2 separate regions of the Macaca mulatta genome follow, and region 2 is linked to region 1. Evidence: chromatin contacts called from public Hi-C data. All regions are on one chromosome and are shown on one strand. Each heading gives the region's core, a stretch centred on a gene start, on an enhancer-like site or on the middle of the called end of the contact. The rest is flanking DNA. Distances are from core to core; before and after follow the strand shown. Region 1 holds the start of CCND1 (cyclin D1). Region 2 has its middle 43 kb from the start of SMIM38.

Region 1 (6,936 bases), core at 1,208-3,707:
GTGGTTACCCTCCCGACTGGGCCACTTGGCCTTTGTCTCCAAATGGTCACCAAGAAATAAGAACAGAGCACTTTAAATGAGCCCAGAAGCCGCAGTTCCTGCTTCGTGGTGGGTTTTAAGAAGACAGTGTAAAGTAAAACTGCAACAGAAAAGTTTTTTAAAGTTGCTTTTCCCTTTGGAAAAAAATCAAAATGCTTTCTCTGCGCTTCTTGAAGCAATGACCCTCAAAAGCCCAGAGGTATTGGCCCCCTCAGGGGACCCGGGGGCCGCTAAGCAGGGTTCCCCCAGGTGGAGGCTGGACAGCTGGCGCTCCCCGCCGGGCCCCAAATTCCAGCGCCTCCCCCGCGGGTTCCTGGACGGCTCTTTACGCTCGCTAGCCGGGCTTGCAATTTTGCGCTCGTCCCTGAGCCGGGAAATCAACAAAGTTCCTAGCCTAGATCTGCCCGGTCCGCCTAGTAACAGCGCCGCGCCCCCATTGGCTCATGCTAATTCCAGTTTCCTCTGTCTTGCGCCCGGGATGGGGGGGTGAAGCTCCCTCCTGGACCCAGAGCCGGTTTTGCCGGAGTGGGCGAGCCTCTTTATGCCGTGCTGCCCCTAGCCGACTTCGGCCCGCTTCGCGCCTCGGGCTGGGCCAGGGCGCACGCGGGGCTCGGGGCCCCTCGACCCCCGGGGTGGGAGAGGCCGGGTGATAGCTCCGGGCCCCATAAATCATCCAGGCGGCCGCCGGGTCGGGATTTTATGAATGAAAAAGCAGCTGGGCCGCCCTCGTGCGCGGGCTGATGCTCTGAGGCTTGGCTATGCTGGGGCCAAAGCGATTATGGGTGCTCGGGGAGTGGGGGGGACACGACCGTGGGTGCTCCCTGCTGGGGCCACCCATCGCTCCCCATGCGGAATCTGGGGGTAATTACCCCCCAGGACCCGGAATATTAGTAATCCTAATTCCCGGCGGGGGAGGGGGCACGGGAGGAATTCACCCTGAAAGGTGGGGGGTGGGGGGGGTCGCATCTTGCTGTGAGCACCCTGGCGAAGGGGAGGGGACTTTTTCTATCCGTTTTCTTTGAGCTTTTACTGTTAAGAGGATACGGTGGTTTGATGACACTAAACTATATTCAAAAGGAAGTAAATGAACAGTTTTCTTAATTTGGGGCAGGTACTATTAAAATAACAAAAACAAAAGTTAAGACAGTAAAATGTCCTTTTATTTTTTAATGCACCAAAGAGACAGAACCTGTTATTTTAAAAACTATGTATTTTAATTTACATCTGCTTAAGTTTGCGGTAGTGGGGACCCTCTCATGAAACCACGAACACCTATCGATTTTGCTAAAAATCAGATCAGTACACTCATTTGTTTAATTGATAATTGTTCTGAATTATGCCCGCTCCTGCCAGCCCCCTCATGCTCACGAATTTAGTCCCAGGGCAAACTCTAAAGGTGAAGGGACGTCTACACCCCCAACAAAACCAATTAGGAACCTTCCAGTGGTCTTGTCCCAGGCTGAGGCGACTAATATTTCCAGCAATTTAATTTCTTTTTTAATTAAAAAAATGAGTCAGAACGGAGATCACTGTTTCTCAGCTTTCCATTCAGACGTGTGTTTCTCCCGGTTAAATTGCCGGCACGGGAAGGGAGGGGGTGCATTTGGGGATCCCCGCAAGGACCGACTGGTCAAGGTAGGAAGGCAGCCCGAAGAGTCTCCAGGCTAGAAGGACAAGATGAAGGAAATGCTGGCCACCATCTTGGGCTGCTGCTGGAATTTTCGGGCATTTATTTTATTTTATTTTTTGAGCGAGCGCATGCTAAGCTGAAATTCCTTTAACTTTTAGGGTTACCCCCTTGGGCATTTGCAACGACGCCCCTGTGCGCCGGAATGAAACTTGCACAGGGGTTGTGTGCCCGGTCCTCCCCGTCCCTGTATGCTAAATAGTTCTTGAAATTTACACGTGTTAATGAAAATGAAAGAAGATGCAGTCGCTGAGATTCTTTGGCCGTCTGTCCGCCCGTGGGTGCCCTCGTGGCGTTCTTGGAAATGCGCCCATTCTGCCGGCTTGGATATGGGGTGTCGCCGCGCCCTAGAGTCCCCCCTTCTCGTGGTCTCCCCAGGCTGCGTGTGGCCTGCCGGCCTTCCTAGTGGTCCCCTACTGCAGAGCCACCACCACCTCACCCCCTAAATCCCAGGGAACCCACTCGAGGCGGACGGGGCCCCCTGCACCCCTCTTCCCTGGCGGGGAGAAAGGCTGCAGCGGGGCGATTTGCATTTCTATGAAAACCGGACTACGGGGGCAACTCCGCCGCAGGGCAGGCGCGGCGCCTCGGGGATGGCTTTTGGGCTCTGCCCCTCGCTGCTCCCGGCGTTTGGCGCCCGCGCCCCCTCCCCCTGCGCCCGCCCCCGCCCCCCTCCCGCTCCCATTCTCTGCCCGGCTTTGATCTCTGCTTAACAACAGTAACGTCACACGGACTACAGGGGAGTTTTGTTGAAGTTGCAAAGTCCTGGAGCCTCCAGAGGGCTGTCGGCGCAGTAGCAGCGAGCAGCAGAGTCCGCACGCTCCGGCGAGGGGCAGAATAGCGCGAGGGAGCGCGGGGCAGCAGAAGCGAGAGCCGAGCGCGGACCCAGCCCGGACCCACAGCCCTCCCTAGCTGCCCAGGCAGAGCCCCAGCCATGGAACACCAGCTCCTGTGCTGCGAAGTGGAAACCATCCGCCGCGCGTACCCCGATGCCAACCTCCTCAACGACCGGGTGCTGCGGGCCATGCTGAAGGCGGAGGAGACCTGCGCGCCCTCGGTGTCCTACTTCAAATGTGTGCAGAAGGAGGTCCTGCCGTCCATGCGGAAGATCGTCGCCACCTGGATGCTGGAGGTGCGGGGCTTTGGGCGGCTCTCTTAAGACTTCCCTGCAACTTGTTGCCCAGACCCACGTTTCTTTGCTCCTCACCCCCCTCCCTTCTCTCCCGCTAGAACTTTGAAGTTTGCTGTGGTGTTGCTAGGGATCCGCATTTTAAAAATAAAAATTGTGGGTATTTTCTGAAGCAGGAAGGGGTGGGGGTGGGGGTGCTATAAGTTGCGTTTCGTGGGAGGGGAGAAGGGGGTTGGGGAGGGGTGCCGTCGGGAGAAGCCAGTGTCGGGGCACCCCAATGGGCCCGAGGGTGCGGGCTGGCAGGCTGAGTGCGCTTTGTGCCCCCCGCCTGCGCCCCAGCCCGGCTGCGCCTCCTCTCGCGGCCGCTGCGGCCGAGAGCCGCCAACTCCGGGGGGAGGGGGCATAGATTTGATTTTTAAATTAATATCCATGGACACGTATGCAAGGGCCGCTCGTGCCAGTATTATGCGCCATCTTTGCTCTTTTATTGCAAAGCAAAAGTGTTTATTAATAATTGGGGGCAGGGTGGGGGCGGGGAGCGGCCGCCGGGCGCTGGGGCCGCAGCTAGGGGCCGCGCGGCCGCCGGGAGCCCGCGGGAGGGGCGCAGGGACGCGGCATGGGGAGTTTTGGGGGGACCCCGCTCGGGAAGGGGGGCCCTTTGTTTAAGCAGCGAGTCCCGGGGCGCCCCAAATGGGCAGCCAGGGCCGGAGAGCACGCCGAGCTGCAAGGTCGCGTGGCCCCCAAGACGCCAGGGCTTGATCCCCGTCTGCAGGGATCTCGGCTTGGGGGACCTTCTCTGAGGGAGCCGGGGGCCTGGGAGCACATTTTCAGACCTTCGGTGGGCGCCTGAGGGGCCCGCAAGTATTTTTAAATAATTTTTGAAAGTGCGGCGTGGTGCCCTTGCGAGAGGGAAACGCCGCCCGCGCCCAGGGGGAAGGGGGGCCCCGGAGTTTGAATTCCTGGGGCTCCCCCCGGAGCCTGTAACGAACTCCCGACCCTCGGCCTGGGTAAAGGGTCGCCCGAGGGTCATTTTCAGGGTTTTTTTATGCACTTAGTTATTTTTTTAATATTTTTAAATATTTTTTGAAAAGATGACGTCTGGGGAAATGCGGCGCGGCGGCCTGGGACGCCACCTTTGTGTCTCGCAGGCGCGGCGCCCAACCCCGCGGCCCGTTCCGCGGCCCCGCACCCCAGTGGGTGTCGACCCTCAGTCAGAGGGACCACGGAGCTCCAGGGCGGGCCGGGGTCCCCAGGGCTGGCAGCCCGCGCCGCCGCGCACGCCGCCCAGCTGTGCCCGCTCCCGCCCCCACCGTGCCAGCCTCGCGGGGACTTTCCCTTTCAGTTTCGGGGAGGGTGGGTACTGGGGACGCGCGGGGGAGGGGGCGCATCACAGGAAGGTCCTTCCGCCCCCGGCCCCCACCCCTCGGCGCCCTTCAGAACTGGCGGTCCTGCCGAGCGCGATGGGGGGGTGCGGGGGCGGGGGTGGGGCGGCGCGACCTGGCGGCGGCGGTCACGGGCCCCGTGCCTCCGCAGGTCTGCGAGGAGCAGAAGTGCGAGGAGGAGGTCTTCCCGCTGGCCATGAACTACCTGGACCGCTTCCTGTCGCTGGAGCCCGTGAAAAAGAGCCGCCTGCAGCTGCTGGGGGCCACCTGCATGTTCGTGGCCTCTAAGATGAAGGAGACCATCCCCCTGACGGCCGAGAAGCTGTGCATCTACACCGACAACTCCATCCGGCCCGAAGAGCTGCTGGTAACCGCGGGACCCCGCCGCCCCCTGCCCCCCGAGAGTCGCACGCAGGATCACGGGGCCGGGGAAGGTGCAGGCAGTGGCGGCCGGCCCGCCTCTGGCATATCTGCTCCCAGGGAGGGCGGCCCCGCCGCCGGGCGTCCCTGTCCCGGGAGCGGGCGGGATCCTAGCCGCCCCCGTCCCACCGCCCCCAAGTCGCTTGCCTGCGACTCCCACCGCGTTCGCGCCCGGCAGTGTGGCCGAAAAGTGGGCGGCGCGCGCCCTCCAGCGGCTGCACGAGGAGCGCCGCGCTCCGCACTGAGCCTCCTGTTTCAGGTGGTGGGAGGTCTTTTTGTTTCCACTTGCAGAGTCTTTTCACGCAGCGGGCACCTTTTCTGTTTTGATCTGGGATCGCGTGTTGCCCCGGCTCCCCGATACCACCCCCATCATTCGCCAGCCCTCCCCTCCCACCTCCAGGACCGCACGAGACGCAGGAGCCAGTGCTCTGAGCCGGAGGTGCTGCATGGCCCCGGGCCCCCATGCTGCCGGCTTCCCCGCGCCCCCGGGCCGGCCCGCACCTCCCCTGATGGCCGCTCACCCTGTGTTCGCAGCAAATGGAGCTGCTCCTGGTGAACAAGCTCAAGTGGAACCTGGCCGCCATGACCCCGCACGATTTCATCGAACACTTCCTTTCCAAAATGCCAGAGGCGGAGGAGAACAAACAGATCATCCGCAAACACGCGCAGACCTTCGTTGCCCTCTGTGCCACAGGTAGGGTAGGCCCAGCAGCCCCCGGCCTCCGCTGGAGAGCCAGCTCCTTAGGTGACCCTGGCCGGCTTCTCGCTCTCCACCGGGGTGATGTCTGGGAAGATGTCCCTAGGCTCCCTCCTGCGCTGGGAAGCGCTCTTCCAGCTCTGGTGAGCAGAGGCCCTGGATTATTTGTTGTGCTGGATGGAAGGGGATTTGCTCCCTCACGGCCACCATGCAGTACCTTGGGCATCGGTGTGGACAGCTCGGCCTGCCTGTGTCCAGCTTCTGTGGCCTCATCCTCCAGGCCAGGCAGCCTGTGGCCACTCCATGCTCAAAGGGGTTTACCTTGGCTGCAGGGCCGCCTCCTTTCCCCACCCACCTCCAGCCCTTCTTGTGTCCTTAAGGAGCCTGAGCTGCAGGGCCCCCTCCTGGCCTCTCCCAGGCTGGGCCACCTGCCAGAGACGCCTCCAGGGGCGGGGAGAGCTGTTGGCCCGCCTGCACCACGTGCTCTGGGCAGCCGAGTGCAGGGGTGTCCAGCAGAGGAGCTCTGCTGCCTGAGGCCCTGCCAGGGGTGCTGCCAGCCAGCCGGGCTCAGCTGAGCCCTGGGGGGTGCTTCAGAGCAGTCTCAGCTTGGGCCGCCACCGTAGGCAGCAGAAGCACCCAGTCCTCACTTCCCCTGGCATGGCCCCAGAGGCCCCTCCTTGACATGGCCCTGGCCCCAGAACCCAGTGGGGACAGACACGCACATACACAGGGTGCTGCCTCCTGCTGTCCCCAGCCCTGCCTCTGACCCCCGTGTGACTGCCTCCTTTCCTGGCCCAGGAAGCCTGGTTACCCTGATGGGGGGGGTATGTCCCCATCCCACCCAGCTCTGCTGTGGCCCACCTTTGCTCAAGCCTCAGTCATCACATCTGTTTGGGGGCTCACTCTGGGTGACCTAGGCCGCAAGGCCCAGGGGGCCTCAAGGAAGCAGTAGCATCTTCTCCCCTCCCCAGAGGGCGGAGCCCCCCAAGCCTACTTTGTGCTCCCTTCTGACACCAGTATCTGGTATTCCAGAATAGTTTCTGGTTTAGGCGTGAGGCCTCCCCCACCTCCTCCACCTGCTTGGGGCATGAACCCGTCCCCAACATGTTTCCAAGCTAGTCCCCAAGGTGGGCAGATGAAGATGCCAAGGATGTCGTCCAGCCTGGATGGGTCTGACGGTGGGGGGTGGGGGCATGCGGCAGACAGGGAGGCATTCTCTGGCTGGTGCTCCTCAGAGGAGAGAGGCCTCTGGAGACTCCAGCCAGCCTTTTATGGAGCTGAAAGTGGCTTCAGAGAAATGCAAAGTTTCCTGGAGAGAACGTGGGGCGTGGTTCTTGCACAGCCTTCCTACAGGGTGGCTCCTGCGGACGAGCTCCCGTCCCAGGACCCCTGAGTGCTGGTGGGAGGCAGTGGGCAGGTGCAGAGTCTCGCCCTCCCCGCTACTGCACACCCTTTGTCTGCTAAGGCGCCCCCAGCGGTGGGTGGAGGAGGGACACTCGGGGACCCAGCTGTGCACTTACTCTCAGTGGCTGTGGAGTCCACTCCAGGGTGGGCCCCGAGGGAGAGGCAGGAGGCCAGAGGA
Region 2 (6,936 bases), core at 1,593-4,092, 520 kb before region 1:
CCTCGGCGACGAGTGCGACTCCTCCCCACCCACCCCCACCTGAAAAATAGCAATAAAATAAGGGCTCTCTCTACTTCCTGGACAACCATAGGGTCTGGGTGTCCTCTTCTCCATCTTTCGGCCTCCAGGCCTGGCCAGGACACTGTCCTGTCTTCATTGTAAGACTCGCTCTTTTGACGTTCTCTACCTACAAAAGGTTCCTGCCAAAGTGCAGCTTTTGGTCTGGTTGGGAGTCCTTAAGAGGCTTCTTGGACAGGAGGGTTGGGCAGGTCGCTGGGGTAGGAGTTGGGAAGCGGTCACACTCATGAGTAGATTCTCGTTTTGCACTGATCAAATTTTCTACCGGAGCTTCCAGAAATGTTATTCTCTTGCAGAATCAAAGGCAATTGCAAGGCATTAAAAACCAATATGCCTTCAGTGTGTAGGCTACGGTCTCACCCCCAGCTGTTCACGTTGCCACCCAGTCCTGTCTCAGATCTCATCAGGCCACCTGTTCTCCCTCCCCATCCCCAGCTCAGTGCCATCTCCTCTCCTGGCAACTCCCTCTTCTGACTCCTCTCCTTCTGGGGCACGTGGCCTCTGGTGGGCACTTCCAAATGGTCAATGTTGTCACTCACCCTGGGCTTAGAACTGTCTATGGCTCTTCAGGATTCAATCTAAGAGAAAAGCCCCAACCTGGTTTGATCCTAGAATGCCTGGCGAAGCCTGGCCCCTCCTTTCCCACACCGGTGCTCAGGGCAGCTTCGAGCGGCCCCTCCTTTCCCCACACTTTCACTCAGGGCAGCTTCGAGAACGTCCTGCAGCTGCCTGGACATGGCTTCTGTGCGTGTCCACTGCTGTTCCCTCTGCCGTCTCTCTCTCTGCGTGTCCACTGCTGTTCCCTCTGTTGTCTCTGTGCGTGTCCACTGCTGTTCCCTCTGTTGTCTCTGTGCGTGTCCACTGCTGTTCCCTCTGTTGTCTCTGTGCGTGTCCACTGCTGTTCCCTCTGTTGTCTCTCTCTGTCCGTGTCCACTGCTGTTCCCTCTGTTGTCTCTCTCTGCGTGTCCACTGCTGTTCCCTCTGTTGTCTCTGTGCGTGTCCACTGCTGTTCCCTCTGTTGTCTCTGTGCGTGTCCACTGCTGTTCCCTCTGTTGTCTCTCTGTGCGTGTCCACTGCTGTTCCCTCTGTTGTCTCTCTCTGCGTGTCCACTGCTGTTCCCTCTGTTGTCTCTGTGCGTGTCCACTGCTGTTCCCTCTGTTGTCTCTGTGCGTGTCCACTGCTGTTCCCTCTGTTGTCTCTGTGCGTGTCCACTGCTGTTCCCTCTGTTGTCTCTGTGCGTGTCCACTGCTGTTCCCTCTGTTGTCTCTGTGCGTGTCCACTGCTGTTCCCTCTGTTGTCTCTCTCTGTCCGTGTCCACTGCTGTTCCCTCTGTTGTCTCTCTCTGCGTGTCCACTGCTGTTCCCTCTGTTGTCTCTGTGTGTGTCCACTGCTGTTCCCTCTGTTGTCTCTCTCTGCGTGTCCACTGCTGTTCCCTCTGTTGTCTCTGTGTGTGTCCACTGCTGCTCCCTCTGCTCTCCCCTCACCCCCACCTGGCCGGCCCGCCTCGCCCCGACGCCCCTCTTCAGGAAGCCTCCCCATCCCCGTCTCTGGTCTCTAGTGCTGCATTCACCACCTTATTCCCTTTCCATGAGTCTCATTTCCTCCCGGGCTTCCTTCCACCTCGGTGCATTCTGGGGCCAGAAGCAGCTTTGAGCCCTGTGGATGTGAGACAGACGGACCAGTGTGTGTGGGGGTGAGTGAGGGGTGTGCAGTTTTATAGCTCAGCCCAGAGCACAGGCGGTGGAGCCAGACAGTCCTGGGCTCGAGCCCAGCCCTCGCAGCTGTGTGATCTGAGCAAGTTACCTGACCTCTCTGAGCCCTGTTTTTTCACGTGAGGACGTGAGGTCATGCGACAGCACTTCTGGAAGGTCAGGGAGCCCGTGGCCCGGCCCTCACTCGGAAGTGCTCAGTGATGGGTTTGGAATATTGCGGGGACCGAGGGGTGGGGACATTGTCGATGGCTGCGTGAGGATGGCCCTGGTGTGTGGAGCAAAGAGACAAGCTGGCCCCCGGGTGTAGGGCCTGGGGGTGCCACAGGGAGGTGCTTTCATGTTCCTGCCTTCCAGAAGGGGAGAGCCCCAGGCCTCACACAGGAAAGAGAAGGACCTGTGCCAGGTGCCTGCTTCATGTCCAGCTCTGCCACCCTCTTTCGTGGGGACCTAGGGCCCCATTGTTCACATGGGGGTGGCCTCTAGGCTCTTGGTGATCTCTTGGGAGCTGCCCTTGGTGACGCTGAGCTGTCTACAGGGGTCCTTCTGGGGCCTGAGGCCAGGTGGTCACTGGGCCCCTGCCCCTCGGCCCCTTTGTGAGCCTAGCACAGCCTGCACCTTTGGTGCATGACCTGCAGCTCCTATGGCCACTCTTCCAGAAGCCCCTCTGCCTGGCAACGGGGCCTCCACCGAGGACTCCTGGTGCTGAGACGCACGGATCGTGATTTCCTTCTGCCTGCACCAGACTTTGCTTAGAAGAGAAAATGCCGGAAACAAAAAGGCTTGTCTCACCCTCAGCCTTAACAGGATTTATTATGAATAAATGAAACTCCCTTGCAGGGTAGTTGCTCTGCGGCCAGCGTGGCCTAGCAAGGCTCAGCTCCAAGTGATCAGCGCTGTCCTATGGAGACTGAAGCTTGGAGCAGCTGGTGACAGGACCACGGGCATGTAGCCTGGATTTGGGAGAAAATGGGAGCGGCCATCACTAGTGTTTGCGGAGCGCTCGCTAGGAGGCCTGAGCCAAGGATGTTATCTTATTAATGTATGTTATCTTATTTAATGAGAGCCTGGCAAACATCCCAGTCTGCCTCCAAGTCCCAGGCGACGCCTGTCACCCTGGCTTCATCATTCATAACCCCCTGAAGGTGAAAACTCTCAGAGCGCCCTGTGGAGCTGATAAGGAGCATGGTTTCGTTGTGTTTGGTCCTCGGTGGAGCCCTCTGGAATATCCCTATGAAGTGGATGAACGAACTGGGGGTCGGGGGATGGAGGGACTTGCTCAAGGTTACAGCTCGGAGGCAGGGCTGGTTTCCAGGATTTATAATCTCAGAGGTGGGATTGAAAGGCACGGCCCTCTAATCCTTCCCAAGCGACAGAAGTCCACGAAGTGCATTTGCGGTGTCAGGGAGGGTGGTGGGAAGGCAGGGACGGGGGTCCCTGCAGAGGCCTGACCTTCCCAGGATCCCTCACCGGCGGTCAGCAGCCGGGGTCCCGGGAAGAATTCTGCCGAGAGAGAGCTTTTTCCCCTTCAAGGAATAAAAAGCACACACACACATTCCTCCGAATCAAAGGTGTGTCCAGAGAGAGGGAGGGCAAGGCCCCTTGACCAGCAGCTGCCAGCAACCTGGGCACATGACAGCCCCCGAAGGCTGCTGGCACCGACTCCAGCCAGGCATTTGCAGTGGACGGTGGTGCCAGGAGAGGGAGGGCAGCCTTTCACCAGCTTGGCACCTCTGCCATGTGATGGCCGCCTCCCTTGGGGGAGGGCGGGGCCGCCCTTCGGGCAGGCGGGTGCCGCCCCAGGGGTGCTGCGGGCCACTGCGGGACCTTCAGGGCCCAGCTCCCGGCGCTGGCCTCTGTGCCTTGGCCGTGCCTGGGGCGGGGCGTGGGTCTGGAACTTGCACTGTCACTCTCGGGAGATAGGAACTCAGTCCCGTTCATAACCCCGCCGTGTAACCTGGAAGGTACTTTGAAGCTTACAAAGGCAGTCATAGCCAGTGTCCTTGAAGGAGGCGCTGTCACTGTCCACTCCCGAGAGCAGCCTGCGGCCTGGGAGGGGGCTTCTCCTCCCCGACGTCACCTGGGGGGCCGTTTCCTCGTTGGGTTCCAGTGCAGGGCTGTGATCTGGAGTCCAGGCCTTGCTGGCCGGAACCCCCAGGACGAGGGCGGCCGTGACGCGCGTTCTGGTACCTTCAGTACTAGCGAAAGAACGAGCCGGCCCTGTAAGCTGGGAGATTTCCTGCGGCTGCCGTAACAAAAGATCACAAACCAGTGCGGGCTGAAAACCACAGAAATGTCTTCTCTCCCAGTGCTGGGGCCCAGAACCCGATATCTAGATGTAGGCAGGCGGCGCTCCCTCTCAAGGCTCCAGGAAGGGCCCCCGGCTTCTTTCTGCCCTGGTGCCTCCAGGTGCCCCGTGGCTTGTGGCTGCACTGCTCCGGTCTCCGCCTCGTTTTCACGTGGCCCCTGTCCTTTCTCCCTGTGTCTCTCCTCTGAGCCCTTAGGAGGAGGCTGGTCATTGGATTTAGGGTCCTCCAGGATGATCTCATCTCAAGGTCCTTAACTGCATCTGCAGATGCCTGTTTCCACATAGGGCCACATTTGGTTAGGATGTGGACATATCTTTCGAAGCCACCGTGCAAGCCGCTACAGGAGATTTCATGAACTCATCTCAATTTCCAGAGCGCCTGGTGTTGCTTGGCCGGCCCCCTCCAGCAGTGACCAGAGGTTGCTGGGTAGCAGAAGCTTTAGGTAGGGCAGGCCCTCACCTGTCTGCCACAGCGAACCCCACCCCTGACCCCCTACCCTGCCTGGGACCCCTCACCTGGTCTTCCCAGTCCATTTCACAGCCAGATAAACTGAGGTAGCTCTGGGTGAGTTATTGCCAGGCCCGGGCTTCCCAGGGCACCCGGCCACGGGCAAACCCCAGCGCAGCCCTCGCTTTACCACGGAGAAGCTGGGCTTGGTCAGGGGCCACGGGCAGCCTTCTCATCACGTGGAAGCCACCTGGGGGCTTCCCAGGGTGTTCTGCCTGCTCCCCTGTCCCCAAGGGTAGCTTGTGTCAGGTTGGGATGACTCAGAATAATCAAATATGGCCATGTCTTTTGGGACGAGCAGCCATTTACCGTTTTTCCTGGGGATCGGGGTTTTCCCTCTGTAAAGCTGAATAACGTTACCTGGTGTAGCCCTAGGCAATGTCACTTTGGAGGCTGAGAGACAATGTGGAAGCGTTTTGGAGCCTGAAGAGAAGAGGACAGGAGGAAGAGACCGTGGTGAGCATCAGGCACAGTGCAGCGTCCTCTCCTCAGCCATACGGGGAGTGTGGTTAGGACAGAAGGGGGAGACTGTGGAGAGCATCAGGGCAGTGCAGTGTTACCTTCCTGAGCTGTACCGGGAGTGTCCTTAGAAACTTCAGGAACTCCTTCCGTGGAGTTTCCCTGTTCTTTGCACCCATCCTGCGCTCAGCCCTGAGCTAGGCACTGGGGAAGGGGAGAGAGAAGGGCCTCTGTCTCTTCCCTCTGGGTGTTATGTGACTCCAGGAGCTGGTTATTGAACATCACAGGCGTGGCAGCCCCCGGCTGCCCGAGTGGCTGGACGTAGGCGGTGGGTGTACAGGGCAGGAAGGATGCCTGGCTCAGGCCATCGGGGACAGTGCAGTGTCCCCTACTGAGCCGTAAGTGCAGGAGCGGGGGCAGCAGTGAGTCTGGGATGGAGGATGCATTGTGGGGAGACCACAGGGAAGACCGCCCGAGGAAGAGCTCCTGTGTGACTGGTCACCCACAGAGAGATGGTGGTGAGGCCTCAGCATGGCTGGCTCAGAGCCCCTTCCTGAAATGGCCTCGCATCACGGTGGTACAGGAACGGAAATTCGGAGCAAGGGGAGGACTGCCATGCCTCTTTTCTGCACTCCTGGGGGCAAGGCCAGAGCAGGAATTGGGTGTGGTGGGGGCTACTGAGCTTGGGTCCTATGTTCACTCTCTCCTTCCATTTATTTACTTATTTTTGAGACAGGGTCTGGCTCTGTTACGCAGGCTGGAATGCAGTGGTGCGATCATGGCTCAATGCAGCCTCGACCTCCGAGACCCAAGTGATCCTCCCACCTCAGCCTCCCAAGTAGCTGGGACTACTGCTATAGTATAGTCCAGTGCCTAGACTACACTAGGACTACAGGCACAGGCCGCCACCTCTGGCTGATTTTTGTAGAGATTGGGCTTTACCATGTAGCCCAGGCTGGTATCAAACTCCTGGGCTCAAGTGATCTGCCCACCTTGGCCTACCAAAGCCCTGGGACTACAGACATGAGTCACTGCATCTGGCCTAATTACTTATTTTTTGGGGCCTGGGTCTTGCTCTGTCACTCAGACTGGAGCGCAGTGGCAGCATCATAGCTTAAGCAATGATTTTGTCACTGCCCTCAAGCCCAGGAAACCTCAGACTCCTGGGCCCAAGTGATCCTCCTGTCTCAGCTGCCAGAGTAGGTGGGATTACAGGCATGAGACACCACATCTGGCTAATTGAAACAAATTTTTTTTTTTTTGGTGGAGACAAAGTCTTGCTGTGTGGCCCAGGTTGTTCTCAAACTCCTGGCCTCAAGTGATCCTCTGAACTCAGACCCTTCAGTAGCTGGGATTACAGGCGTGAGCCACTGGGCCTACTTCCTTTCCTTTTAGACTAAAAATCCAGTGTAGGAGCTTTGTGGTCCATTGAGTCAGCTACATTGCCTAGACTCCCTGTTGCTGGAGAAGTGTATCAGCTAGCTTTCGCTGTGTAACAAACCACCTCAAAACGTTGTGACTTAAAACAGCAAGGGTTCATTATTCCTCCAGGTTCTGTGAGTTGGCTAAGCAAGATTTCTGATCCGGGCTGGCCTGGCTGTGGCCGGATGGTTGGGGATGGCCTCTCTCCCATGTTGGGGGCCTCTGCTGGGACAGCAATGCTCTCTCCGTGTGATCATTCATCCTCAGGGGACCAGGCTGGCCTTGCTCATGTGCTGGCGGGAGGTCCCAGTACTGAGACAGCAGCCTGCATGCACAAAAGCTTTTCTAGCCTCTGCTTGCATCCTGTTTGCTTCATCCGTTTGGACAAAGCAAGTCACAGGCCAAGTCCAGATTCAGGGGTGGAGAAATAAACGTCATCTCCTGGTGGGAGG

Evidence for each region. Hi-C and Micro-C count contacts between places; a contact is called where the count stands out from the background.
Region 2: a contact with region 1 is called in a Hi-C map of fetal cortical plate, with 2.4 times the contacts expected there. The contact joins the enhancer-like site here to the promoter of CCND1 in region 1. A contact is called at or near these places in 6 of 14 Hi-C or Micro-C datasets (CD4 T cells, blood, fetal cortex germinal zone and 3 more).

The regions. Positions count from the first base shown.
Region 1 is chr14:5,013,378-5,020,313 of T2T-MMU8v2.0, reverse strand. CCND1 (cyclin D1) reads left to right here and starts at 2,457. Exons shown (of 5, transcript NM_001278446.1): 1 at 2,457-2,858; 2 at 4,389-4,604; 3 at 5,192-5,351. The coding sequence starts at 2,661.
Region 2 is chr14:5,538,452-5,545,387 of T2T-MMU8v2.0, reverse strand. No RefSeq gene overlaps it. Among named protein-coding and RNA genes, the nearest start is that of SMIM38, 43 kb to the right of the region's middle. Within about 2 kb of position 2,842, at least 2 of the 40 cell types and tissues checked have an H3K27ac peak or open chromatin away from gene starts, as enhancers often do. A contact at or near this core is called in fetal cortical plate, where this site is marked.